Regions from separate parts of the Triticum aestivum genome. Here region 1 is linked to region 2. A link is a contact called in public Hi-C data. All regions are on one chromosome and are shown on one strand. Each heading gives the region's core, a stretch centred on a gene start, on an enhancer-like site or on the middle of the called end of the contact. The rest is flanking DNA. Distances are from core to core; before and after follow the strand shown.

Region 1 (5,790 bases), core at 1,051-3,550, 340 kb after region 2:
GTTCTGCGTTTTTCTATTCGGTGTCCTTGCCTATTGTAGGTCCAGTCCCACGTTTTTCCCTTACTTCCCTTGTTGAGGTGAGGGGGGGTGATGGTTTGAAACCTTGCTGATGGTTTTGCTGCGTTTGGATTGTTGCCAAATTGCTGGTTTGGTTAATGAAATTGGGGAAGAAATCCCTTTCCATTCAAAAAAACAAGACATTGAATAGACCGGAAGCTTGTGCAGCTGGTTTTTAGCGGAAACATGCTCAAAGCTTTTGTTTAGAACACAGTACATACGTAGGCGCTCATATATACGTGCGTACACTCATTCCTATAAACACACCCTATCCCTATGAGCACCTTCGAGGGACTGAGCCGGCATATCATCTTGAGATTGACGAAGCCATTATAGGCGCTCCGTAGTCAATGGAAACGTCTTCTCTCACTGAACACGCATCGTCAAAAATTCTGAAATAAATTCAGAGTAAATGCGAGCAACAAGACTTTTCTGGTGGACTAGAGATACCAATGTCATTCTAACCATCCAGCCACATGTAGTTTTTTTTGTGGGAACAACCTTAGGCGCCTTCAGCGCCGGTTCCCGTTCTGGCGCCCACACGTGCGCGAACTGGGCCGGCCAGCTTGCATCGTTCGCTTGTTCCACTTCTGCTCGTTCGCTCCCCTGGATCGCTCAAGTATTGACTTTTGAATTTCTCAAAAAATTGACTTTTGATGAAAAAAACAAAAAAACGAAAATTTTGAATTTTTTTGTGAATTCAAGAATTTTCATAAAACTTGAAAGAAAGTCCAGGAACTTACAAAAAAGTTCATGAATTTGAAAAAAAGTTCATCAATAAAGAAAAATCAATTTTGAAAAAAAAGTTCATTAAGAATGAAAAAAAGAGTTCATCGATTTTGAAAAGTTTCATCGATTTTGAAAGAAGTTTATCGAATTTGAAAAAAATTCATCAAATTTAAAGAAAATCATGAGTTTTGAAAAAGTTCATCGAATTTGAAAAAAGTTCATCGAATTTGAAAAAAGTTCATCGAATTTGAAAAGGGTTCATCGATTTTGAAAAAAGTTCACTGAATTTTAAAAAAAGTTCATCGAATTTAAAAAAAGTTCATCGGTTTTGAAAAAGAGTTCATCAATATTGAAAAAGAGTTCATCGATTTTGAAAAAAGTTCATTGAATTTTAAAAAAAGTTCATCGATTAAAAAAATTTCAACAAATTTAAAAAAGTTCAACGATTTTGAAAAAGAGTTCATCGACTTAGAAAAAAGTTCACTGAATGATAAAAATAGTTCATCGATTTTAAAAATTCACAGAATTTAAAAAAAGTTAATCGATTTTGAAAACCTTTCATCAAATTCAAAAAAATTCATCGATTTTGAATTTTTTTCCTCAAATTTGAAAAAGTTCACTGATTTTAACAAAAGTTAATTCAACTTGAAAAAAGTTTACGACTTTGAAAAAACGTTCGCGCATTTAAGAAAATAAAAAGAAAAGGAAAAAAGGAACCAGAAAAAAACGCCTAGAAATCACGAAGCCGTGGAAAATTGGTTTGGGGGGCTCCCGCGGCCTAGGTAATAAAAATAGCGGGAAGAAGTCAATAGACACTCGCGGTAGGATGTCCTGCTGCTCAGTGCGCTCCTTTATCAACTACAGATCACGAGTTCGATGCTGCGCTTAGGAAATTCGATTTTTGCTGCAGTTTTTTTTAAAAAAGACACGGGCCGGCCCAGCGCGGCGCGAGGGGTATGCGCCCGTTTGCGTTTACTGAAGAAACGGGTGCTTAAGGCGCCCGTTAGGAAATGCCGTAGGTTGCAAATCAACCTGTTGGTTAGGTGAACAGTGATATTTCCAACCCATCAGGGTTCAAATCCTGGTACTCGCATTATTTCTGGATTTATTTCAGCATTTTCGGCGATGCGCTTTCAGTGGGAGGAGACGTTCTCATCGACGACGAGGCGCTTACGGTGACTTCGTAAATCTCAAGATGATATGCCGGCTCAGTCTCTCGGAGGTGCTCATAAGGATAGGGTATGCGTGTGTGCGTTCATAGGGGTAAATGTATGCGCGTGTATATGAGCGCTTGTGTCTGTATTGATGCTAAAAAAAAAGAAATGCCGTAGGTTGGCACATGCTCAGAGCTGTTTGTCTAGGGATGACAAGATCAGCCTGGCCCATTAACATGACAGGCCGGCCTTGACTGTCGCAACTGGCCTGGCCCGATCCGGCTAAGGCCGAAGAATCACGACTTGGAGGCGAAGAAAGAAGAAATCGGACGGCTGCGGCTAGGCGGTGGTCGAATCGTGGCCGCTCCAAAATCGAAGGGTTTTAACGAAGGGGCCTTGTTCTGTTTTGTTTCCTGCGGCTGCGGCGACAGGTCAGACAGAGCTTCCCTTCCTCCCGCTAGCTCGGGGCGGATCCATCCACCCGGCGGGCCATCTCTCATCTCTCTGGGGCGCCATGTCGGAGCACGCCGCCCCGGAGCTACCCAAGAGGTGCCACCACTGCGCAGGGCCCCTCTCCAAGGACATGGTACTGACCGCCTTCTCCCCCCTTCACATCCTCTGCCGCCGCCGCTACACCCCTTTGTTCTTCGTACAGATTTGCACCCCTTTGTAGATTTTGCCTGAATTATAGCATGACTATTGCTTGTATGCTGGTTTGTGTTTCGTAATCAAACGCCCGTTGTTGCATTTTTTTTGGACTGATGTAACTGATGCAATTTTGTGCTGTTGTTATCTGCTTGTACTGATGCAAGCAGCGAGTTTGTACTGTTATAGCTTCCTTGTAAGGCAACTTATGTGGTTAATTGCGCTAATGCATGTTTTTTGGGCTTATGAAGGAAACTAGCAGCTGGACCGTGACTCCATTGGTTCGAGATAGCTTCTCAATGGTTTGTTCCATCGCCTTTTACCACTCACCAGTGCGAGTTATTCGTCTTTTTAGTCCAAACTGGAAACTTTCCAAGCACTGCCTTTTGTTTTGTGCTTTCCACCCGTGTACTAATATATAAACATGGCCATATGGAACAGATTGGTTCCGCTGTTGGGGGTACTGCAGGCGCGTTTTATGCGTTTAATCATGGTATGCTGGCTACCATTTTGATCAATGAGTGATTGATACATCCAGCTCTTCTAAATTTTCAGTTACTTAAAAGATGCTGGTGTATTTGTGTGACAATTGGTTTTGTATGTTGTGAGAAATAGTTTTGCTTTCTTCATCATTTGTTGGATGAATTATATATAGTGTTCAGTTTGAGATTCTATAACTTCTTATGCAGCACACCACCTTGTTTGTCTGGTTGTAACTTGTGAGATGTGTTGCTAGTTTGCATTGTAATACCTGTCATTAATCTTATAGGATCCGCAATAGCATTTCAAATCTCGTGAAAATATTCAGATATCATCTTATAGGATCCTCAATATCATTTCAAATCTTATTCAGATATGCATGTACCTTGTTGCCGTATCAAAAATGATTATTAATGTTCTTGTAAAACACCTCCCTGTACATGCCTACATGCATGCATTTTTTTCTCCCGGCAATACACATGATATTGGCTCAACTTTATTTACATGAAGTGGATTTACCTGCTTGGTCTTTTGTTGCAAAGGGGTCTAGAATGAAATCACTTAGCTTTTTATGCCATTTTTTAAATTATGCTATTATACAATTATATATACTAAATAATAATATTATCTTCAGATTAGCATTAACTTTGGATTTTTTTTATGTAGCTATGCCTGTTGTTCGGCGTTACATAAAAGGGCCAATGTGGATGCATTTTCTTGTTGGTGTAAGTACAGTGTCCATTTTCCCTTTTCCATATGTTGATATTATCTTATGCATGTTCTTTTTAGCATGAATTATTTGGAATGATGCAGCTCTAAGATGTTCTTTTTATCACTTGATGGGCACATTTATATGCTCTAATGGTCATCCACTGCCCAAACAATCACAGTGACAACATTAGAACCTACAACAACAACAAATCTTTTCATTCCCAAACAAGTTGGGGTAGGCTAGAGTTGAAACCCATAAGATATCGGAACCTAGTCATTGTTCTGGCACGTGGATAGCATCACAATCCTCCTTTACCCAGGCTTGGAACCGGCTATGTTGAGACAAAATAGGCGGGTTTTTTTTTGGTGTCATCAAGCTCTAGTTTTCTTGAAATTTCTTTAAGCACGCATCAGTTGTGTAGTCTGGTATGTAAACATAGCACTGAATATTCACTGTGCCAATGTGCTGAGTTTCATACCATTCCGTACATCAGCAAGTTTTATTACTGGGACGGGTTCCCCAGACTAGCATTGCTTAACTGTACAGCCAGCTACAGTTGCATACCAAGAGAGTTTATCGCCTTTTATTCCTTTCTTTGAGAATTTTTGGTGCAAAGATTGCATTGGGATGCTATTTTTTGTTCAGTCTGATGAGGTCCATTGGTCTGACCCTTTTCCTCCTGCAGGCCCCTCCAGTTGTTGTATTCTCTTCTGCGTGTGCTGGATTAGCAGGTGAGGCAATACTCTTCTGTATTTTAATATATTTATCTATTTTATGCTTGTAATTCTGCTATCTAAAAATCTATTCTATTATTATTTCCTTGATGTCATGGTTGGTAGATTATTTTCTGTATTTCACTGGACATCATTACAAGTAATTTATAGAGATGTTCTGCATTGGAACAGTTTCCATTCCTTGGCTCCACTTGACAGTTTTTGTCACTAGTGATGTTTCACTTAGCCTGCCTATGAGCAAGTATAATAACAGGCTTGTAGCCTGGTTACATGGCATGTTTGCTTATGTGGAGGAGTGTGACATGAAAAAGCAAGAGGAATGGGATCTCATGCAAGAGCCTGCCTATACACGTGCTCCTAGGCAACGGCAATAAATATGAAAAAGAGAAAGAGAGAAGGTGAAAAAAGTATTACGCTTGTAGCCAACCTTTTTATATGAGTGATTGCAAATGATAGCTTTACATGACATGACAACTTAATATATCCAGCAGCTGACTACACTATTAGCCATGCTCTATTTGGCTATAAAACACGCTTGTACCTTTTGGGGATTCCAAAGCAAATGCTTTTATGAAGTTTCATTGTCATGAAGGCTTCTGGACTGAATTGAACCCCACATCATCTTTTCACTGGTTTGCATTCATTCACCAATACAGAGTACACACATGTGATAGTAGATGAGTACGTCCAAACAAAGTTGACACAGGAGGGAAACTAGATCCTAACTGGCTTAGCTGCCAATGAGTGTTGGCCGGAGCTGCATAGCTGTGGGCGTATCGAGTATGAGCCCTGAGTACTGGCCTATAGCTGTGCACCTGCATAACCTTCATCAGATGCAAATTTACCCTGTGAACTACACAGTTTGTTATTTTGGTGTTTGTAATAGTATTTTCCTTTATTTTGGCGTACTTATGAAGTGCAATATGATATTGGTCTGCTCATTAAGCAAGTGAGGAGAACCTTGTCCTGTCCAATCCAGACAAACCACCCTTTATAAACCAGAAGGTTTAAAGTTCAAACTAGATGCGATGGACACAGACAAAGCCATGTAGATGACTAGGGGAGGTGGTATTTGTTGGAGAATGAGCAACTGACTTTACTGAGGGCCAAAGGCCATTACATATACATGTGTGTCAAAGTGCAGAAAACCCCTTATACAATGGGGATATACCGAAAAGGGACTATACACATCTAACACCCCCCCTCAAACTCATGGTGGATCAACAACACTGAGTTTGGAGAGGAAAAAGGTATGCTGCGCTCGAGTCTGTGCCTTCGT
Region 2 (5,968 bases), core at 724-3,223:
GCTGCCTACCCAATGTCGTTTTAACAGATTGTCTTTGGTGAGTATCACTTGTTTATGTACGAACCACATGAAAATTTTGATACGCAAGGGGACCTTAACTTTCCAGATATGAATGGATCTCGGGAGGAAGCCAGAGTTAATTAGGTCCAAATAAAATGATTTGACCGTGAATGAGCCATTCTTGGTCAGTGTCCAATGTAAGGAATCCGATTGGTCGGTTAATTGTACATCCATCACTCTCCGTACTAGATGTATCCATGAATTCCATCTCTCCCCAACCAAAGATCGCCTAAACTGAATATTTAGAGGTACCGATTGTAATATCGTGCCAACGTAATCTTCCTTACGTTGGACAATATTATATAGACTTGGATATTGAACAGCTAAGGGCGTCTCCCCTAGCCATGTATCCTCCAAAAATTGTGTTGACATCCCATTGCCAATAGTGAATTTGGTTCTACGAAAGAATAAGTCTTTAGTTCTCATTAGGCCCTTTCAGAAAGGCGAATCGGATGACCTCACGTTAACTTGTGCTAGAGTTTTGGACTGTAAATATTTGTTTCGTAAAATTTGTGCCCACATCCCGTCGTTCTCTACCGAAAGCCTGAAAAGTCATTTGCTTAAAAGACATTTATTCTTGATCTCTAGATTCTCAATGCCGAGACCCCCCTGGTCCTTAGGTCGACATAATATATCCCAGCGAGCTAAGCGGTATTTCTTCTTGGCCTCATCAGACTGCCAGAAGAATCGAGATCGGAAGAAGTCTAGTCTCCTTCGTACCCCTTTAGGTACCTCAAAAAAGGAGAGCAGAAACATCGACATACTTGTCAAGACAGAGTTAATGAGTACTAGTCGACCACCATAGGACATTAACTTGCTTTTCCAACAACTTAACTTCTTTTCAATTCGGTCCTCGATGCACTTCCACTCCTTAATGAATAATTTCCGATGATGAATAGGTATGCCCAAATAGCTAAAAGGCATTGACCCTAGTTCACAACCGGTGCCACTCTAGGTATGCCCAATAGAGAGGAGCTAGGAAGGGTGACCTAATCACCGGTGCCACTCTGGTTCACTCACCTCCGTAGACTACTCCAATGAATCCCATCTTATCCTCTTGCTGGCATGGCTCATATTGTATATATTGGTGAGGATCCGTGTGGCACCAATGTGAATATAAGTGAACTGAATTGAAAGCGATAATTTGTTCTAAAAAATCATTTGTCCATAAAACATATATTCATTTCAGGCAGTTAGCAGCCCACCAGATGCTCCTATAGATGGAAGATATTCAAACTTATTCAATCTCGTGGGGTAGAGGACGTGGGCATAGCCCAGTGGTTGGGGGCGCATGATTGTAAACCCAACGACCAGAGTTCGATTCACGTCGGGGACGAATTTCTGGAATTCTCATGAGGGATGCTTCTTCTATATCAATAAAACCGTGGGTGCTAGTGCCCATGGAGTTTCATTTTTTTTTAATCTCGTGGGGTAATTTTTTTTAACATAACCATGATCAAAGGATTTTCTTTTCTTCTTCTTCTTCTTCTTGCAAGCATATGATAGAGCAACCAGATTCCTCAATCTTATTAGCAGTAGCTATCCATTTGTCAGTAGGTTAAGCACTGACCTAGTAAAATCATGGTTACCAACGCATACGCCCTATGGTTTCACGGTAGATTAAGCACTGACTAGTTGTGTATACCGCACGTTACGTTACTACTAGTAGTAATAAGTACTCCCTATGTAAACTAATATAAAAGCGTTTAGAGTATTAAAATAGTGATCTAAACGCTTTTATATTAGTTTACAGAGGGAGTATAAAAAAGCTGGCTTTGGTGGAAGCTCTGTTCCCAGCCACATAATTAAACCCGAACCGATTTCCACGTATCAAAATCCATTAGCGCATGGGCTAGGACCCACCTTGACCGGCAGCCCCCACGAGCCACATGGCACACAGGATCTCCCATCCCAAAACAATCCAGACCATATGTTGGTTGCAAGCACAAGTGCCATTTTCGCATGGAATCGGGTCACTTTTGTGTAGGACCCGACCCGGAGGTGCTTTCTTGCACCACGCGGGTTTCTGTGGATCAGGGTGAAAGAGAGAAAAAGAACGCTTCCTTTTGCTTCTCTCTTGTAGAGTCACTTGGACCGTTCAACACTAGAGACACTCCTCTCAACTACCCAAAGTTCAACACTAGAGGATATTCTTGCATGGGGGCCGGACAAGATGGGTGTCTTCTCTGTGAAGAGTGCATACCACTTTGCGTTCGACGAGATTCACAGGTTCAATACAGTATCTTCCAGTTCGTCGCCGACCGGGGCAAGAAGTTGCTGGAAGTTCATCTGGAGGTGTGGTGCTCCGCCAACAATGGCAAAGTTTGCATGAAGGGTCGCGACGGATGGACTGCCAACATGGAAAAATAAGCATAAGATTGGTCTGGAGACCACGAATGTTTGCCCGGTTTGTGGATTAGACACGGAAGATAATTTTCACCCGTTCGTGCGCTGCCAATTGGGGAGGGATCTTTATTTGAGAATGGCCAAAGTCTGGAGATTACCTCAGCTACAGTCAATTGTTAATTGTGGTAGGGAGTGGCTACTGCAAGTTCTCGCGCCTATGAGTGATATTGAGAGGTGTATGATTCTCCTTGTGCTCTGGAGAAGTTGGTACATACGCAATGAGGTGGTGCATCATAAACCGGCACCGCAGATGGAAGTATCGGTCCGTTTCCTACAGAGTTACCTTCACTCTCTGATGGCCATTAAGAACGATAAAGGGGTGGACTCGGTGAAAGGGAAAGCCAGTATGATGATGGATCTTCAAACGGCTGCTGTAAAGGCTAAGCTATCTCGTTGGGAAAAACCGAAGCAGGGGTGGACAAAACTGAATACGGACGGAGCTTTTGTGTCATGTGAAGATGCTGGGGCAGGCATGATCTTAAGAGATGAGTCAGGAGGTATCATCTTTTCTGCATGCAGGGCGATACGGGTATGCCGGGATGTGTTGGAGGCTGAACTTCGCGCTTGCCTGAAGGGCCTGACTGCTTCGGTCCAACGAACTACATTGCCGATACAAGTTGAGCTTGATTCTTCTGTTGCGGTGGCCATGATCACATGTGGTGATATTGATCGTTCGATCTACTCGTCTTTAGTTAGTGAGATCAGAGATTTATTAAGTCTTTATCAAACTCGTATTACTCACGTCGCTCGTTCTCGAAATAAGGCGAGCGACTTGCTAGCTTCTTTTGGTCGCCTAAATAATAGGACTATGACTTGGTTAGGGTCGGGTCCTCCTGAAGTGTTGGAGGTAGTTGCTGATGATTGTAATGAGACCATGATTGAGTAATACAAGGTTTTGAGTTCGCAAAAAAAATCGCTGCATGTCACCAGGGGAAAAATGTTGAGGAATGAGGATTAGGGCGTGCTTGCGCGCGCGATCAACCCGCTCCGTAAGACTGAAAATGCCCTGTGAGCAGGGACCATGCGTCATATGGGAAGTTTTTTAGGCCAGTGCTAGGAGGCGGCGCGCCGGTTCAAATTTCGGCCCGTCGTCGTGCACCCACACGATACGTGTGTGCTTAACTATCCGATTAAGCCGCTGCATAGCTCTCATGTACAATTTTTTTTCCTCGATGCAATTCCTTCCTACCCCTGCTTGCACGCCCCGCGTAGCCTCCCGCTTGCAGCTTGTCGTCGCCGCCCGCCGGCGCAGCTCTCCAGCCCCCCTCCCCCTGCCCCGCCAACTATAGCGCTGTGCGCGAGGTCGCAGCTTGCCATGGCCGGTTGTAACTTTTCCCCATGAGGAAACATTTGAGGGTTGCGGCACGAGGTCGCAGCTCGCCACAAAGAAGCTTCCACCGATGATGGTTGCAGCACCGGCGTCGGTGCCGGTTCCAACACCCGTTAAGCAAAAAAAAAGTCGCTATCAAGGAAACATATCAGCTGGGTGCAGCTTCCCCATGGTAGCAAATAATCTTATGGGTGGAAGCTTTTTTGGTGGTCGGTAGCAACAAAAATCAGGGCTCACCGTCGCGGCCGTAGAAACTCCCCAGTCGATGTAGCAAAAACACTTGCTGGTCCCAGCTCAGGGTCCCGCCGGTTGTAGCAAAAAGCTGTACTGGTTCCAGCTTGGGCTTCACCGGTTGTAGCAGAAACATGTGTTGGTACCAGCTCCTGCCTCGGTCGGTGGTAGCAAAAATTCTCGCTGGTTCCAGCAAAACCGGGTGGGCGGATGGGGAGGAGGAGGTGGTGGTCCAAAGCAGTGCGTGCATGGTCGCGTCCCGCGAGGGATTAGAGATGGGGAAAAAGAAAGGAGGAACGATGCGGGAGGAAGAAGATAAGGCCGAGGGAGTCGGTCGGTGTGTGGGCCAGGAGAAAATGGGGACGTTCAGTCGTCCCAGATCGGACGAGACTGGCAAGGCCAGCCGAAGTTTCAGTCGGTGCTCCGGCTCGAAACGTTTTTCATTTTTAGGGGCCCTTGCATCGCATAGGAGTGTCACGTACACTCACGCCACTTGCTGGCCCACTGGGGCGCGAGCGAGTTGTTTTCCTAGCGGGCGATGTAAAAATCCAAAAAGGACAGTCCATTGACGCCAAGGCTACACACAACCGTCTTCTAATAGAAACCGCCTACGGGCAACGCCTAGCGGGCCGACCCATTTATCTGTTGCCATTCGCTGTACACACATCCTTGTTTGGTTTTTTTCCCTATTTGGTTTCCTTTTTGTTTTTCTTTTTTTTTGCTTTGCACTGGTTTGTCATTTTCTTCTTTGTTTTTTCAATGATTTTTTGGTTTATTCTTTTTCATCTTCTTTATACTTTTCTTTTCTTTCTTTCTTTCTTTCTTGGGTTTTTGGCTTTCCTTTTTGTTTCTTTTGTTGGTTTTCACATGGTTTGTTTTTCAATACACGTGTACCCTTTTTTCATATGCATTCAACATTTTTATATGTTCTTAATTTTTTTGTTTTATACCCGTTTAACATTTTTCAAGTACATGTTCAATATTTTTTTACAAAAACAGGTTTTTAATATTTTTTTAAATGCCTGAAAAACATTCTTTTTAAATACATGTTGAAATATATTTTGAACGATAAAAAATATATTTTGAACTATGCAACATTTTTTTATATTTTTCTAAAATGTCAACATCACATATTTGAAACTTGTGAAGATATTTTAAAATTAAACATATATTCTTTTGAAAGTACGGCGTATTATATATATTTTGATTAGTATAAACATTTTAAAGTGTAAAATACATTCATTTTGAAATGTGTGACATTTTATAATTGTCTTTCATATACATGATTAACATTTTCTACCTTTTGCATTCACATTTATAATTTTTTGCTATACATCAGAAACATTTTTCTGTACACATTTTAACATGTTTCACATGCATATTAACATTTATAAAAATTTATGTAAAATGTTTCCGTAATATATTTAAATTATTTGGAAATATAAACATATTAAAAAACATGAAAACGGAAATAAAAATTTGAAAATGGAAATAATAATAATGAAAAAACACACATGACATCAGCATGGCGAGGCAGCTAGTTATTGGGCCGGCCCGCTTCTGGCTCCCTGCTTGTAGGCCTGTTCCTTAGCATCATAACGGGCAGCACATAGCCGCACCCGTCATTGAGTGAGGTATCGAACTTTCGACCAAGTACTCCTGTACGCATGCTGCTGGCCCCTAGAGACGATGGCTGCTACTGATTGTTAAGATGCTCGAGATGTTTAAGAAGTACTCCCTTTGTGAAGAAATATAAGATTTCTTTACGGAAGGAGTACATTGCAACGTCGAGATATGAAAAAAGTTTTTAATTTTTTGACACATTTCTTGAAAATCATAAATAATTTTGAAATGGTGAATATTTTTAAAAAACACAAAAAATTAAGTTAATTCCATTTTTAATAATGTGATCTGTATTGGAATTGTGAAAATTTTCTAAAA

The links. A called contact is a pair of places that touch in the nucleus more often than the background predicts.
Region 1: a Hi-C map of leaf shows a contact between it and region 2, with 6 times the contacts expected there. The contact joins the promoter of LOC123061033 here to the enhancer-like site in region 2. A contact is called at or near these places in 2 of 5 Hi-C or Micro-C datasets (both in leaf).

The regions. Positions count from the first base shown.
Region 1 is chr3A:220,390,312-220,396,101 of IWGSC CS RefSeq v2.1, forward strand. It overlaps LOC123061033, which reads left to right and starts at 2,301. Exons shown (of 6, transcript XM_044483933.1): 1 at 2,301-2,526; 2 at 2,837-2,887; 3 at 3,027-3,078; 4 at 3,732-3,790; 5 at 4,463-4,508. The coding sequence starts at 2,455.
Region 2 is chr3A:220,053,483-220,059,450 of IWGSC CS RefSeq v2.1, forward strand. No RefSeq gene overlaps it. Among protein-coding and RNA genes, the nearest start is that of LOC123058259, 67 kb to the right of the region's middle. Within about 2 kb of position 1,974, at least 1 of the 8 cell types and tissues checked has an H3K27ac peak or open chromatin away from gene starts, as enhancers often do. A contact at or near this core is called in leaf, where this site is marked.